2 separate regions of the Ovis aries genome follow, and region 2 is linked to region 1. The links are chromatin contacts, called in public Hi-C maps. All regions are on one chromosome and are shown on one strand. Each heading gives the region's core, a stretch centred on a gene start, on an enhancer-like site or on the middle of the called end of the contact. The rest is flanking DNA. Distances are from core to core; before and after follow the strand shown. Region 1 holds the start of FCSK (fucose kinase). Region 2 overlaps ST3GAL2 (ST3 beta-galactoside alpha-2,3-sialyltransferase 2).

Region 1 (6,669 bases), core at 2,948-5,447:
ATCCAGATAGGAATTGTTTTTCCCTAGCTCTGTACCTGTCCACTGAGAAGACCCGGGAGCAATGACACCCCATTAGCAACAAGCACATAAATGTGTCATTGTTTGTTCGCTTTAACATGTTCTGGCTGTGCGGCATGGAGGATCTTAGTTCCCCAAGCAGGGATCAAACCCATGACCGCTGCACTGAAAAAGCAGTCTTAACCACTGGATCGCCACGGAAGTCCCTCAGTGGCGTTTATTTTAAGTTGAGGTGAAATTCACGGAACATAAAATTAACTATGATAAAGTATACAATTCAGTGTATTTAGCGCATTCACGGTGTCTAGAAACCAGTACCTCTAGTTCCAAAACCTTTTCATCACCTCACATGTTATAATATAGGATAGTCACAAGAAAACCCTGTACCCATTAAGCGATCACTCCCCATTCTTCCCACCCCCAGCCCCTAGCAACTGAGCTTGCTTTCTGTCTCTATGGATTTAACACTTTTGAACACTTCATATAAATGGAATCACAAAATAGTTAGCAATTTTTGCCTGAGTTCTTTCATTTTGCACATTTTCGATTCATCCATGTTGCAGTATGCATTAATATCTCATTATTTTTATGGTTGAGTACTATTTCATTGTATGAATATATATATACACACACATTTTGCTTACTCAGTCTATTTATTTTAAAGTTGTGGGGATAAAATAAACCCATTTATCTTTATTTAGTGGATCTTTACCTCTCCTGAAGCAACACTTGTTAACATCCTATGTTGTTGTTTAGTTGCTAAGTCATGTCTGACTCTTTGTGACTCCATGGATTATAGTCCACCAGGTTCCTCTGTCCATGGGACTTCCCAGGCAAGAGTACTGGAGTGGGCTGCCATTTCCTACTATATCCTACTATTAATATATAATCACATCCTATAGAATATATATACATATATGTGTATATATGTACATCCTATAGCATGTATACAGATATAGACACATCCTATAGCAGCACTCTTTGGAAAATACTGCATAAGATATTTGGAAAAGGCAAGTCAGGCTTTGGGGAAGATGGCCACTTAATGATAAAGTACACTTAATAGCTCTCCAGAAAGGGTTACCTATTTGGTTATCCTATCAGGTCTGGATTTTGATTATTTAAAACCATACCCGGGACTTCCCTGTCAGTCCAGGGGTTAGGACTCCACGTTTCCACTGTAGGGGCACAGGTTCCATCCCTGGTCGGGGAACTAAGGTCCCGTAAGTCATGTGGAGTGGCAAGGAAAAAAAGGAGAAAAAATAATCAGCTGCTTCAATTTCTCCTTGAAAGACTGGTAGGAGAGTTTATTATCCTCTCCTCACCTTCATCATCTAGCTCCCATCTCTCCAGCAGTTCCCCTGCAGTAAATGCTCTTGGTAATATGCTTTCATAGGGATGGACCACCCATTCCCCAGCTGTCATGAGTGCTGGCTGCTAGCATCTCATAGCTGACTCCTTCTCCGGAGAACTGGTATCAGTCCCTGCGAACCGCTTTGCCTGGAGATGCCCAGGAAACTTTGCTCCTCTTTTCCCTGCCTCCCCCTGGCCCACCCGTAGCCAACGACCGGCGTGGGGTACAAGGTCCAGATCCCGGCTTCTAAAATAAGCCCTGTGGTGCATTTTATGCTCCTGAGATCCCCAGAGGATGAGACTGAGGCTAGACTTAGCTAAGCCATCTTTGGTTTGCTTTTTCCCCTGCCTTATTCTGTCTCTCTCACTACCCTAAAAAGTCACTCCCACAAGAATCCCTCTGTCTGGTTCTGCATCTAGGGAACTCAGCCTAAGATACCCCTGGGTAGCCCTGACTCCCAGAGGGATATCCTGCAGCAGCCACTCGTCTCATGCAGGGTCCTGCAGATTGCAACTCCTCCAAGAAGCCTTCCAGTCTTGCACCCTCACAGTCTAGCAGCATGTTCAATAAGGAAGTGGGATGCCTACTTGGACTACCCGCATAGCTCAGCTGGTAAAGTATCTGCTTACAATGCAGGAGAACCCAGTTTGATTCCCGGGTCAGGACGATCCACTGGGGAAGGGATTGGCTACCCACTCTAGTATTCTTGGACTTCCCTTGTGACTCAGCTGGTAAAGAATTTGCCTGCAATGCAGGAGACCTGGGTTCGATTCCTGGGTTGGGAAGATCCCCTGGAGAAGGGAAAGGCTACCCACTCCAGTATTCTGGCCTGAAGAATGCCATGGACTGTACAGTCCACAGGGTTGCAAAGAGTCAGACACGACTGAGCGACTTTCAGTTCACTTTACTTCTGGATGCCTACTCCGTGCCAGGGACGTGCTAGACCGTTAGGCAAATACTGTTGTATTCTTACAGAGGAAGAAACTGAAGCTCAAAGAATTTGAGTGGTTTGCTCACACTGTCAGAAAGTGATGAGAACTGGAGAGGATTTGTCTGATTTCGAACCCTAGAATCTATCCTATATTATAACATCAGAATTTTTTTTTTTTTTTTTTTATGGCTCTGTCTACCCAGATCATGGGGGGTAGAGAGCTACACGTTTTTGTGTCTGCTGCTGACAGGCTGCACTGAGGACTTGATCTCATTATAAAAACCTCTGTGAATATCTTTACTAGTGGCCTTGGAGCCCGACCCAGCGAGCCTGCCTGCCCTAGGATGTGGGGGGAAGCCTTTGGCCTCTGAGCAGGAACACTGTTTCCCTTGAGCCACCCCCAGGGCTGCAGCTGCAGGCACCCCTTCCTTCTCCTCCACTGCAGAGCAGGGTCTGCATTGCTAGGAACAGCTCTCCTGGAGGCTTCCTGGTTCACAGGAGGAGGAGTGGGTGCTGAAGTGCAGGAAGAAGGAGACCTGGGCCAAGTGAAGAGAGGGGGTGACTCCAGGGGGAGAAAGGGGGATGGAGAGAGGTTTGGGGGAGGAAGTGGGGGAGTGGGAGCCGAGCACGGGATTGCTCTTTATTCATTCCATCATTCAACACATTGTTTTAACCACGGACGATGTCCCAGGCATGTTCCAGGCATGTTCCGGTGACTGAGGATACAACAAGGAATAAACCACTGATTCAGCTTTAAGGGGGCCACGCGGGAATAACAGCAATACTCATAACAAGGGTTAGTAATTTTGGAGCATTTACTATGGAGTCAAGAATTTATCTTATCCTCATAATAATCTCAGGCATTTGATACAATTATTACCCCATTTCACAGATAAAGAGTATGTGACACAGAATAGCCACGTGACTGGCCAAGGTTACAAAAAGTGAGTGGAATGTCACATTTTTTCTGAAACTCACTGCTTGGGCCTCCCAGGCTCCCTATTAATGACAGCAGTTTTGTAAAGTACATTCTCATAAGAAAAATTCAAGTAGTGCAAATGAAGTTCAAGGCCTCCCTGCCCCTGCCCATTCCTGGCAGTATCCTCCTCCGGGTGCGCTCCTTCCAGTCCTGTTCCTGTCCAGGTGTACTATTATGTCCACAGGCATTATTTCTGACATGAGTAGCTTCCCATACATAATGTTCTTTAACAAAATGTCTTGAACATTTTTCCCTGTTGCATATGTCAACCTAGCCAATTATCTCTGTTGCATAGTATTCCGTTGTATGGCTGTGCCTAATTTATTTTTTCAGTACCCTGAGCGCGCGCGCGTTTCCACTTTTCCGGGATTACAAACAATGCTGCCATTCATAACTTTTCCAAAAGAGCCACACATCTTCTCACTAGCGTTGTGACGTTTCTACCGGAAGGACCCACGTGACGAACCCGTGCAAGCCTGGTCAATTGCCAATCGGACGGTGATCGCTTACGCTGGGACAACGCCTGTGGGTTTTTTCTCCGGGTTTGATTTCTGCCTCTGCGGAGCAGAGAAGCGGCCCGTTCTGCCGCCTCCGCAGGACTCCCCGGCCCCGGGGTTAAACAAATGCATACACCCCAAGCCTGGAACTCGAGCCCCAGGAAACGCGTTCTGTCTTGGAGCCGCCCTGGCTCCTCTGGGAGTTGTAGTTTTGCTGCCCCGCGGAGCCGCCGTCTCCGCTCCACACCCCGAATCGAAGGGGCGGCTCACTGCTCTTTAGGAAGGCGTGGCTCGGACCCTGTCTGAGGACCCGCGAAGTCGCCTGGAGCTGGGAATCGGGAGGGACCACCCCGGGCGGGGAGAGCGCTGAAACTACACTTCCCAGGACGCGCAGCGAGGCATGCGCCGCCCCGCCTTAGAGAGCTGGCGGCGCGGGGCGCCGGGCGCAGGCAGGTACGTGGGTGCGCGCGGACCCGGCGCCGCGCCGGTGCCCCCAGCCGTTTCGCCGACCCCTGCCCGCCTCTTGGGCCCTCAGGACTGAGCTGGGCCACTGGCTGCCCGTTTCCTTACAGGGAAGAGTCGCTTCGAAGTCTGCCGGCGCCCCCGAGCGCCCGCTTGCCGTAGGGTGCCTGCAGGCCCCTCATCCCGTTGGCCCAGGTCTTCTTACAGGAGCTCTGGGACTTGGGGACGCCCGGGACAGGGACTCCAGGCGGCTGGGCCGCTGGGTGCCGGGCTGGTGACTTTCCCTTTGAGGTCACTTTCCGTGCCTCATTTTACCCCGTCGGGTCTCGTCATTATCCGCTCATCTCAACTATGTTTCCTTTGTGTGATTTGCAGTGTGATCTCTACTTCCAATCACCTTCCTTCTCCCTTCCTTTTTCCCCAGAAAGCAAATCAGATCCCTCCGGGAAACTAGTTTTTCCCCTTTAAAATGCAAAATCACTGCCCTACTTCTCTTCAGGAAGCAAGTATGAAGAGGCCTTATTTTATTCTGTCCCTGACTCCCCTTCCCTATCCTAATTTTGGGCAGCATGTGGCTGAGGGCATTAAAAACCTTTTCAACTTGACCTCAGTGGGTGAAGTTCTATTGGAAGTGTGCAGAATGTTGGAATAGAGGCCTTAGTATCTAAGATCTCCTAAAGAAATGTTAAGTATGACAGAGGGCGTAGACTCCAGGAGAGAGGGCTTGTTTCTGCAGGGTGCATAAGGACATGAATTTTGGAGCTGGACACACCTGACCTGTCTGTACAAGCTGTATGACCTTCATTATCCCCATTACCTAAATGAGAATCTGAGCGACCCAGGCCCTAGTCATGACTGCAGTATCAACTAACATTTGTGAACTGGACAGAATACTTCCCTGGCAGTGGTGTTGTGAGGATGGAAAATCAGTGTCTTAACCATGGGTCAGGGTGAGTGGGTGAGCTGACTCTAACAGCTGTCATCTTTAATGCCATCCTCAATTCGCTGTCACCTTGTACTGGGCGCTTTGCATCTATTTAGTACTTTTGCCTATTCTCAGTCCTACAAAGTAGGTTTGGTGTAATGGTAAAGAGAATGGACTTTGGAAAAAAGGTATCTGGGTTCAGATTTGGCTCTACCGCTTGCTAGCTGTGTGACCTCGGGCGAGTCAATCTCTCTGTGTCTCAGTTTCTTCATCTTTAAGGATCAAGAGAGTACTTCCCAGATATTTAGAGGTTCTTAGAGTGATTTTTCCTTTGATGGTGCCGATAGGAAAATGATGTACTTGCCATATTGGTTCAGGTCCTCAGGAAAGCAGGCAACAGGATGAGATTAAATTTGCAAGAGATTTATTGGGGGAGGGAGGAAGGGGAGGGACCTGGAGGAAGCTGGGAGAGCTGTCTGTTTGCATACCAGGCCCACTTCCTGTGACAGAACTCTGGAAGGAAGGCAGGAGGTATGCCCAGAAGCTGTCAGACTGCAGTGTGGTTCTGAGACAGCTTCTGTTGGGTTGAATGGGGTATTCTGGCACCAAGGAGGCCTCCCAGGGGATCCCCATCTTGTCTGAGCGGGTCTGTCTTCTTCCAGTTGTTGGTTGATGGGTCGCCGGGCCTCCATGTGAACGAGATGGGGGGCATCCGCAATTATGCTTCCTACCACCGGAGGCCAGAGCTGGTTAGGGGGTGCCAAAGGTCACACAGGGAGTGGGTGGCCAGCCCGGAATCCCCAGCCACACCCTTGACTGGGAAGGCCTCATGGGTAACTAGGGAATGCCTCTGACCTCAGACCCCTGGCCAAGATCTGCTCGGATTTCCCTCTGGATTCCCCTCCTGAGCTGAGTGGGGAGCCGAGCAGTTTCTGTTAGTGGTGGAGGCTTTCTCTGGAAGCTCGTGGGAGTGTGGGTGTTGCTAAGTGGCAGTATCTGTCAGCCTGCACCACGGCTTGTGGCAGCAGAGTCTGACACAGGAAGAAATGGACTGAGGCTCAGGTTCCTGCTGGCTCCGACTGGAATGCGGGTGGACTGTGAATGGAGGTGTGCTCAGGGCACCTCTGGGGGATCACGCAGCTCGCCCCACTGGCCCTCGCCATGCTGAGCTTTGGGGGCTGCTGTGTGGGACCACCACTGGCAGCACACTCCTAAGGACCTGCTATGGAGGTCCTGAGGAGGCCGAGCCTCGGCAGTCAGACCGTTTTCTTACGTGGCAGGGCAGGAGCGTTGGGGGGATAGGAGTGGGTGAAGCTGTGGCTTTGGCCTCACCTTCCCCCCACTGCTCAGAGTGCTCTGGAGGAAGGTGACTGACAGGTGGGGTTGTAGCCCCATCTGGCTTGGAGTCTCTGAGAGGGGAGGTCCCCTCCCAGAGCTTGCCTCTTTGAAGGGAATTGCCCGCACCCTCAGGAGCCTGGACATAGAGCCTCCCTCCCCAGCCTC
Region 2 (6,669 bases), core at 2,276-4,775, 50 kb before region 1:
AGGGGCCTGGATTTGAATTAGCAGCCCCCTCTCCCCTCCACTCTTAGCATCTGTCCCCGCCCTTAGCATTCCCCCTCTCCCTACTCTTAGCATCTCCCCTCTCCCCCTACTCTTAGCATCCCCCCCATCTCTTAACATTCCCTTCTCTCCCCTACTCTTAGCATCCCTTTTTCTCTCCCCCCCTTAGCATCCCCCCTTTTCTCTCCCCACTCTTAGCATCCCTCCTCTCCCCCAACTCTTAGCATCCCCCCTTTTTATCTTCTCCCACTCTTAGCATCCCCTCTCTCCCCCCTCTTAGCATCCCCCCTCTCCCACACCACTCTTAGCATCCCCCTTTTTCTCTCCCCACTCTTAGCATCCCCCCTTTTTCTCTCCCCCCTTAGTATCCCCCTCTCTTCCCCATCTTAGCATCCCCTTTCCTCTCTCCCCCTACTCTTAGCATCCCTCCCTCCCCCACTCTTAACATCCCCCCTCTTCCCCACCCTTAGCATCACCCCCTCTCTCCTCCCCACTCTTATTTCTTAGCATCCCCCTTTATTTCCCCCCCACTGTTAGCATCCCCTCTCTCTCTCCCCCCACTCTTAGCATCCCCCCTCTCTTCCACCCCCACCGCTCTTGGCATCCCTGTCTCCCTCTCTCTCTCCCACTTCTAGCATTCCCCTCTCTCCCCAACCCCCAACGCTCTTAACATGAGCAAGGTTTTGCAAGGACTGTGGAAAGCCTCAGAGACATATTGCTGCTTTGGTGTTGCTATGGAGACAGCAACAGTTTCTAAGACAAAGCCCTTCCTTCCGCCTCCTGTGAAATCTGGTCTTTCTCAATGCTCATCCTAAGAGATGCTTACTGAAAACTGGCATTTCCAGAATCTTTATTCTCAGGGTTCTCCCTCCACCCAGGAGTGAGAGGGCAGGATCCCCCACGCGGCATTTCCTGCCCCCACGTCTCGGGGGGAAGGCGGAGAACACAGAAGTTCAGGGGCAGCACAGTAGCCTGTATCCGGGTCACAAGTCCGCCTCTAGTCCCTGCTCTCCTGCCCAGGCTCCCTGCTCTGTGTCTTTGTCTGGAATGCATGGCCTCCCAACCCTTCTCTTCTCCTCAAGGCTGAGCTCAGATGTCTGTGGAGGGAATGAGCCCTTGTACAGTCTAAATGCAAAAAGGTAAAGGGTCAGGGATGAGGGCCCAGAGCAGGCAACAACAGCTCCTTTTTCTGCCCAGGACACCCCTCTTCTGTCAGTCTGCCAGAGGGATCACCCACAGTTGTTTGGGGCCCACACTCCTGGCCCAACAGCTAAGGGGACCAGACGGGTGAAAGGACCTCTGGTGGCAGTTTTCATAAGACCTGAGCCAGGAGTCTGATTTTAGCTCTCTCCAGAGGTATTCAGAGTTGGAAGCTGAGTACAGGCCTCAAGCAAAGTTTAGAATGGGAATTGTGTCTCTTCATCCACAGAGGACAAGATGGTTGGATGGCATCACCAACGCAATGGGCCTGAGTTTGAACAGGCTCTAGGAGATGGTGGAAGAGGGGGAAACCTGGCATGCTGCAGTCCATGGGGTCACAAGGAATCGAACATGACTGAGAGACTGAACAACAATTAATTCACCTCAGAAACAAAAGCAAGACACGTGAGCTTGTCATGGAAGATTCTGGGAATCAGGGTCCTCCAGGACCCCCAGCAGCTGGCAATTCCTCCCACAGCTGGGCAAGGCCAAGGAGGCCAGCGCCCCTCCTGGAGGCTTGTCCCGTATCCAGCTGTGGGGTCCCTGGGACTCACCTCATGATGAAGTTGTGCCCGTCCACGTCAGGCCCATAGCCAGAGCCCCGCAGGTTGCCCGAGTTGCCCACCACGGCGCAGCGCCGGCACTGGCGGGGGTCCCGGAACCGGTAGGGATTCTCGCCTGGCACTATCTGGAACAGCTTCTCCAGCACCTCGTTGGTGTTGTGTGACTTGAACTGCGGCTGCAGCATCTGTGGAGGAGAGGGAGAAAACAGAAAGAGGGGTGCAGGGAGGGTGGAGTGAGCAGGAGGCAACTCCTGCTTGCTCCCCTCAGCCTCCAGGGTCCAAGCTGCGCAGGTCTCCTACTATCGTGGGGCGGGAATCCTCCCTGAGCAGTGAGGATCCTCCTGTCATTCAACAACACAGCGGTGTCCAGACTCTCAGGAGCAGCTCTGCAATATTGGCCGGACTCAGGGGTCAACGCGCTATTCAGCCTGTTCTTCAGCGGTCTGCAGGCCTGTGCCACAAAGTAGAGAGGCCCCTGCTCTGCGGTCCTCTCCAGGCAGCTGCTCTAGAGTCGTTCTGAATGCAGTTAATGAGGAAAGTCTCAGGGGAGCTTCAGGGACTCATTCACAGTCAGCCTGCAGGGGGCGCCCCTGGGACTCAGCCCGAAGCTCCAGGCGAGATCCAGGAGAGACCTGGAGTCCTCAGCCCTGGGGAAAAGGCTCTTAAGAGAGCATAGATATTCCTCAGAGTCAAGAGCTGGAAAGAAACTGGTCCCTCGCCCCTCTCGCCACCAGTGATTTTGAAGATTGTAAAATGAGGCCAGGGCAGCGCTTAAACGCCACGGTGCCAGACAGGTAACACACAGCAGTGAAGAGGCAGGTGGGGCCTATAGCAAACAGGAACCGCCATCAAAAAGGGGTGACTTCAGCCAATTGTTGCCTTGTGGGACTGTGAGAGGGACCAGATTTTCTAGTTTTTCAAGAAAAGCTGAAAATACAGATCTCATGTGAAATAATCTGATTTCTAAACGATGGCAATTAAGGCAAACAGTTTTAGAACACTGAGCTGGACTCAGCCCCCCGGCCACCGCCTCTAAGGGCTGTAACATGCCGTGGTCTGAGCCATAACGCTGCAGGTTTGCGGCTGTGTAGGAGCTGGTCGGGGGAAGGGAAAGCAGGAAGGGGATGGCGGGCCTGCTTCCCTGAGCACAGCAAGGGCCCCCAAGCACAAGAACAGGGACTCAGTGTGGAGAGGAAGCTTAGCTCTGAAACACGAGTTTCTAAGTTCACAGCAGAAGGGGGGTGACTGTGGGGAGCAGCAGGGAAGGGGCTTCTAGGGCTTGGACAGCTCTGAGTTTCATCCCTGTGGGCAGGGGGACCTGGTCAGCCTCTCCGTCACTGCCCAAGGACGGCTACGGTCCATCATGGCCACCTCTGAGACCAATGCCCTTGGGCAAGCCCTGCGCACTCTCTGAACCTGGATTTCCCCATAAAATGAAGGATGTGACTATGAGGAACAGGCAGGACCCTTCGAGGGCTCCATGTTGCCACGGGAAGGGCCGGTGTGGCTCTTGGTAGGTCCTGTCCTGTAGACTCCCCCTCCTCGGGGGCTCTGACAGGCTGGGCCAGGGGCAGGATCTGTGAGTGGCTCTGATAGGCCTGATTGCACGAGCTCATTCTCACAGTTGCCCTGAATGTGAGAAAGAGGGAGAGTTATCACCCTCCCCATTTGCCAGCTGGGGAGACCAGGGAGCATGCAGTGGCTCCCCAGTCCCTCAGCAGGGAGCGCTGGCAGCCTGCGGGGCCCTGGGTAAGGACTGACACGGAGCCACTGCTGACATGTGTGGCGACCAGATGGCCCTGGTGGAGCCTGTGGAGCAATGTGCCAGAGACGACGGGAGGAGGGGAGGGAGCCGAAGCAGCAAAGAGGTGACAGGGTCCAGAAGAGTGCCTTCCTCTCCTCCCTTACCTCAGCCCCCAAAGGACCCGACGCCACTTTCTTATCCTAACCCTGAAGAAAGCCTTTTCTAGCAAGCGGAGAGAACCGACTGAATGGAACAGTGTTTCTAATTATCTGGGGCAAACATTTCCAAACAAGGAAGCGGCCAGCGCGGCAACAAGCACTGGAGCTGAGCTGCCACCTGCTTTCTGAAGGGCAGGCCTTGCTGCTGCCACGGGCCTCAGGTCTCAGCATCTTCTCCCCGGGGACCTGCCTCCTGTTTATTTCACCTCCTTGACCCGGCAGGCATTTCTGGTCTCTGTCTGGCCTCTACAGGCGCGAGGAAATGTGAGTTCTCTCCCCTTGCCAGCCAAAGCTTGCTCTACCCTTTACACTCTGTGCTGGTCCAGTGAAGGGTACAAAGGGTGCCGGGAGACAGACGGCCCAAATCCCAGAGGGGGCTCTCAGGGGGTCTCCTAAACAGAGGGGACAGACCCCAGAGAGGGGCAGCAAAGGCCAGGGCTTTCTCACCATCCACCACCTCTGGACGTCGGGGGGCAGGTCCATGTTCTCCCGAGTCCAGACGGGGGAGATGTTGCTGTTGAAGTGGCTGTCGAACCACTCGGAGGCACCGGTGTCGCCCATGCAGCGGCGACAGGCGCAGGTCTTGCCGGCCGGCCCCTCCTTGCTGAGGCGCTGCAGGCCGGCGTAGCCCGGCACCAGCTTCACCCGGGGAGCCCCGTCCAGGGCGCCCGAGTCCAGGTAGGGCAGGGTGGCCGTGCTGTGGTGGGAGCAGGTGAAGAGCAGCGACATGACGAACGCCAGCAGGAAGGCCATGGAGAGGAACCACACCCGCAGCGAGCACTTCATGGTGTGCGCCCCGGGAGCTGGGCTCTCAGGCCGGCGGCAGGCGGGCCTCACCACGGCCACTGCTTCCCCAGCCCGCCAGCAGGCCAGCTACAGCGCAGCCCGCGTGCTCTGGCACCACGTGCAAAGGACATGCGGGCGGGCGCCGAGCAGGGACCGCGGCAGGGGCCCGCACATGCGCCCTCGGTGCCAGAAACGTCTGGCGGCGGCAGTGGCTCCTGTCCCGGCCGCCGGCCCCACTCACGGCTTCATCAGCTCCGTCTGCCACTAGCTGGGCCACAGAGGCTCTGCTGCTTCCGGAGCCCCGGCAAAGAGGTCAGTCCATCCCAGCCCTCTAGTCCCTTGGGGTTGCTGGCTGCCAGCTCTGGGGGTCCCCCTCTTTGGCGGCTTGAAACGATCCAGTCTGCAGCATTCGGGGTCCTTGTGGTTCATGAGCAGATGCTGAGGCGGCCCCTCGTCCCCCGCAGCAGGGAAGCCCTTGAACCCCAGTCACAGCAGAGAGCACGTGGGCTTCCAGCAGCCGGAACGTCATGAAGTCTTCCCCTCTCTGGGCCCAATGCCTCTGCCGGGGGAGAGAAAGGAACTGAGCCCAATCTGGAGAGAAGAGGCTCAGGAATCTCTGCGGGCGCCGGTAAACTCTTCAGGGACAAGGTCCTCCTGCCGTTCGGTTCTGCCTTCCTGCGTCCCCCGAGGCGCCAGTCCCTTCTCCTGATAGTCCTAGTTGTGTAGGGGTGGCTGAGCTCCAGCTCCTGCTGTGTGGTCTTTGGGGCCGGCGATCACCCGTTTCTCAGAAGAGTGCTGCTTTGAGTGCCACCTGGGGCAACCGAGTGGGCACGTGTCGAGCTCCAGGCCGGGGCCCAGGCCTCCGTCTTGGTGCTGCTGGCCCAGGCTTGGAGGCTGCCCTGCCCATCCCCGCTCCCGAGGCCTCGGTCCTGCCCTGAGCGAGCAGTAATCCCCTGGCAGGTTCCCCTCACTTGTCAGGCACCAGGCTGCCGCAGCATGACTCTGAAATCAGAGAGGAAAAATAACATGCAGACAGATCCCACATGCACACAAGCTCTCCCCCAGCCCCGCCCCTGAGGCTCAGAGGGGACAGAGCAGGTGGAAGGAGACGCCCCCTCAACCAAAGGGGGAACAAAGGAGGGCTCCTCCCTCCCCCTGCAGACAGACTAAGAGCTGCCCGCCATCCTCACTATGAGCCAGAGGTGGCTCAGACAGTAAAGACTGCCTGCGATGCAGGAGAGCGGGGTTTGATCCCTGGGTCGGGAAGAGCCCCTGGAGAAGGAAATAGCAACCCACTCCCCTATTTTTGCCTGGAGAATCCAATGGACAGAAGAGCCGGGCAGGCTACAGTCCATAGGATCGTAAAAAGTCAGACACGACTCAGCAACTAACACTTTGACACTTCAACAAGGATGGAAAGTGATCTCCCTAGAGCCACAAAATGAGCACCTGCAAAAGCCAGGTTTAGGAAGCTCCTATTCTAGACATTATATCCAAAAGCAGAGACATTACTTTGCCAACAAAGGTCCGTCTAGTCAAGGCTATGGTTTTTCCAGTGGTCATGTGTGAAGAAAGCTGAGCACCAAAGAATTGATGCTTTTGAACTGTGGTGTTGGAGAAAACTCTTGAGAGTCCCTTGAACTACAAGGAGATCCAACCAGTCCATTCTTTTTTTTTTTTTTTTTTAATTTTAGTTTTTTATTTTTTTAAATTTTAAAATCTTTAATTCTTACATGCATTCCCAAACATGAACCCCCTCCCACCTCCCTCCCCATAACATCTTTCTGGGTCATCCCCATGCACCAGCCCCAAGCATGCTGCATCCTGCGTCAGACATAGACTGGCGATTCAATTCACATGATAGTATACATAACCAGTCCATTCTAAAGGAGATCAGTCCTGGGTGTTCACTGGAAGGACTGATGCTAAAGCTGAAACTCCAATATTTTGGCCACCTCATGCAAAGAGTTGACTCATTGGAAAAGACTCTGATGCTGGGAGGGATTGGGGGCAGGAGGAGAAGGGGACAACAGAGGATGAAATGGCTGGATGGCATCACCGACTCAATGGACATGAGTTTGGGTGAACTCCTGGAGTTGGTGATAGACAGGGAGGCCTGGCGTGCTGCAATTCATGGGGT

What was found. A called contact is a pair of places that touch in the nucleus more often than the background predicts.
Region 2: a Hi-C map of hypothalamus shows a contact between it and region 1, with 2.8 times the contacts expected there. The contact joins the enhancer-like site here to the promoter of FCSK in region 1. A contact is called at or near these places in 11 of 16 Hi-C or Micro-C datasets (blood, hypothalamus, liver and 6 more).

What each region holds. Positions count from the first base shown.
Region 1 is chr14:1,155,021-1,161,689 of ARS-UI_Ramb_v3.0, reverse strand. FCSK (fucose kinase) reads left to right here and starts at 4,197. Exons shown (of 24, transcript XM_060398216.1): 1 at 4,197-4,232.
Region 2 is chr14:1,204,132-1,210,800 of ARS-UI_Ramb_v3.0, reverse strand. It overlaps ST3GAL2 (ST3 beta-galactoside alpha-2,3-sialyltransferase 2), which reads right to left. Exons shown (of 7, transcript XM_060398225.1): 2 at 4,191-5,531; 3 at 1,773-1,966. The coding sequence starts at 4,529. Among named protein-coding and RNA genes, the nearest start is that of ST3GAL2, 36 kb to the right of the region's middle. Within about 2 kb of position 3,525, at least 5 of the 54 cell types and tissues checked have an H3K27ac peak or open chromatin away from gene starts, as enhancers often do. A contact at or near this core is called in hypothalamus, where this site is marked.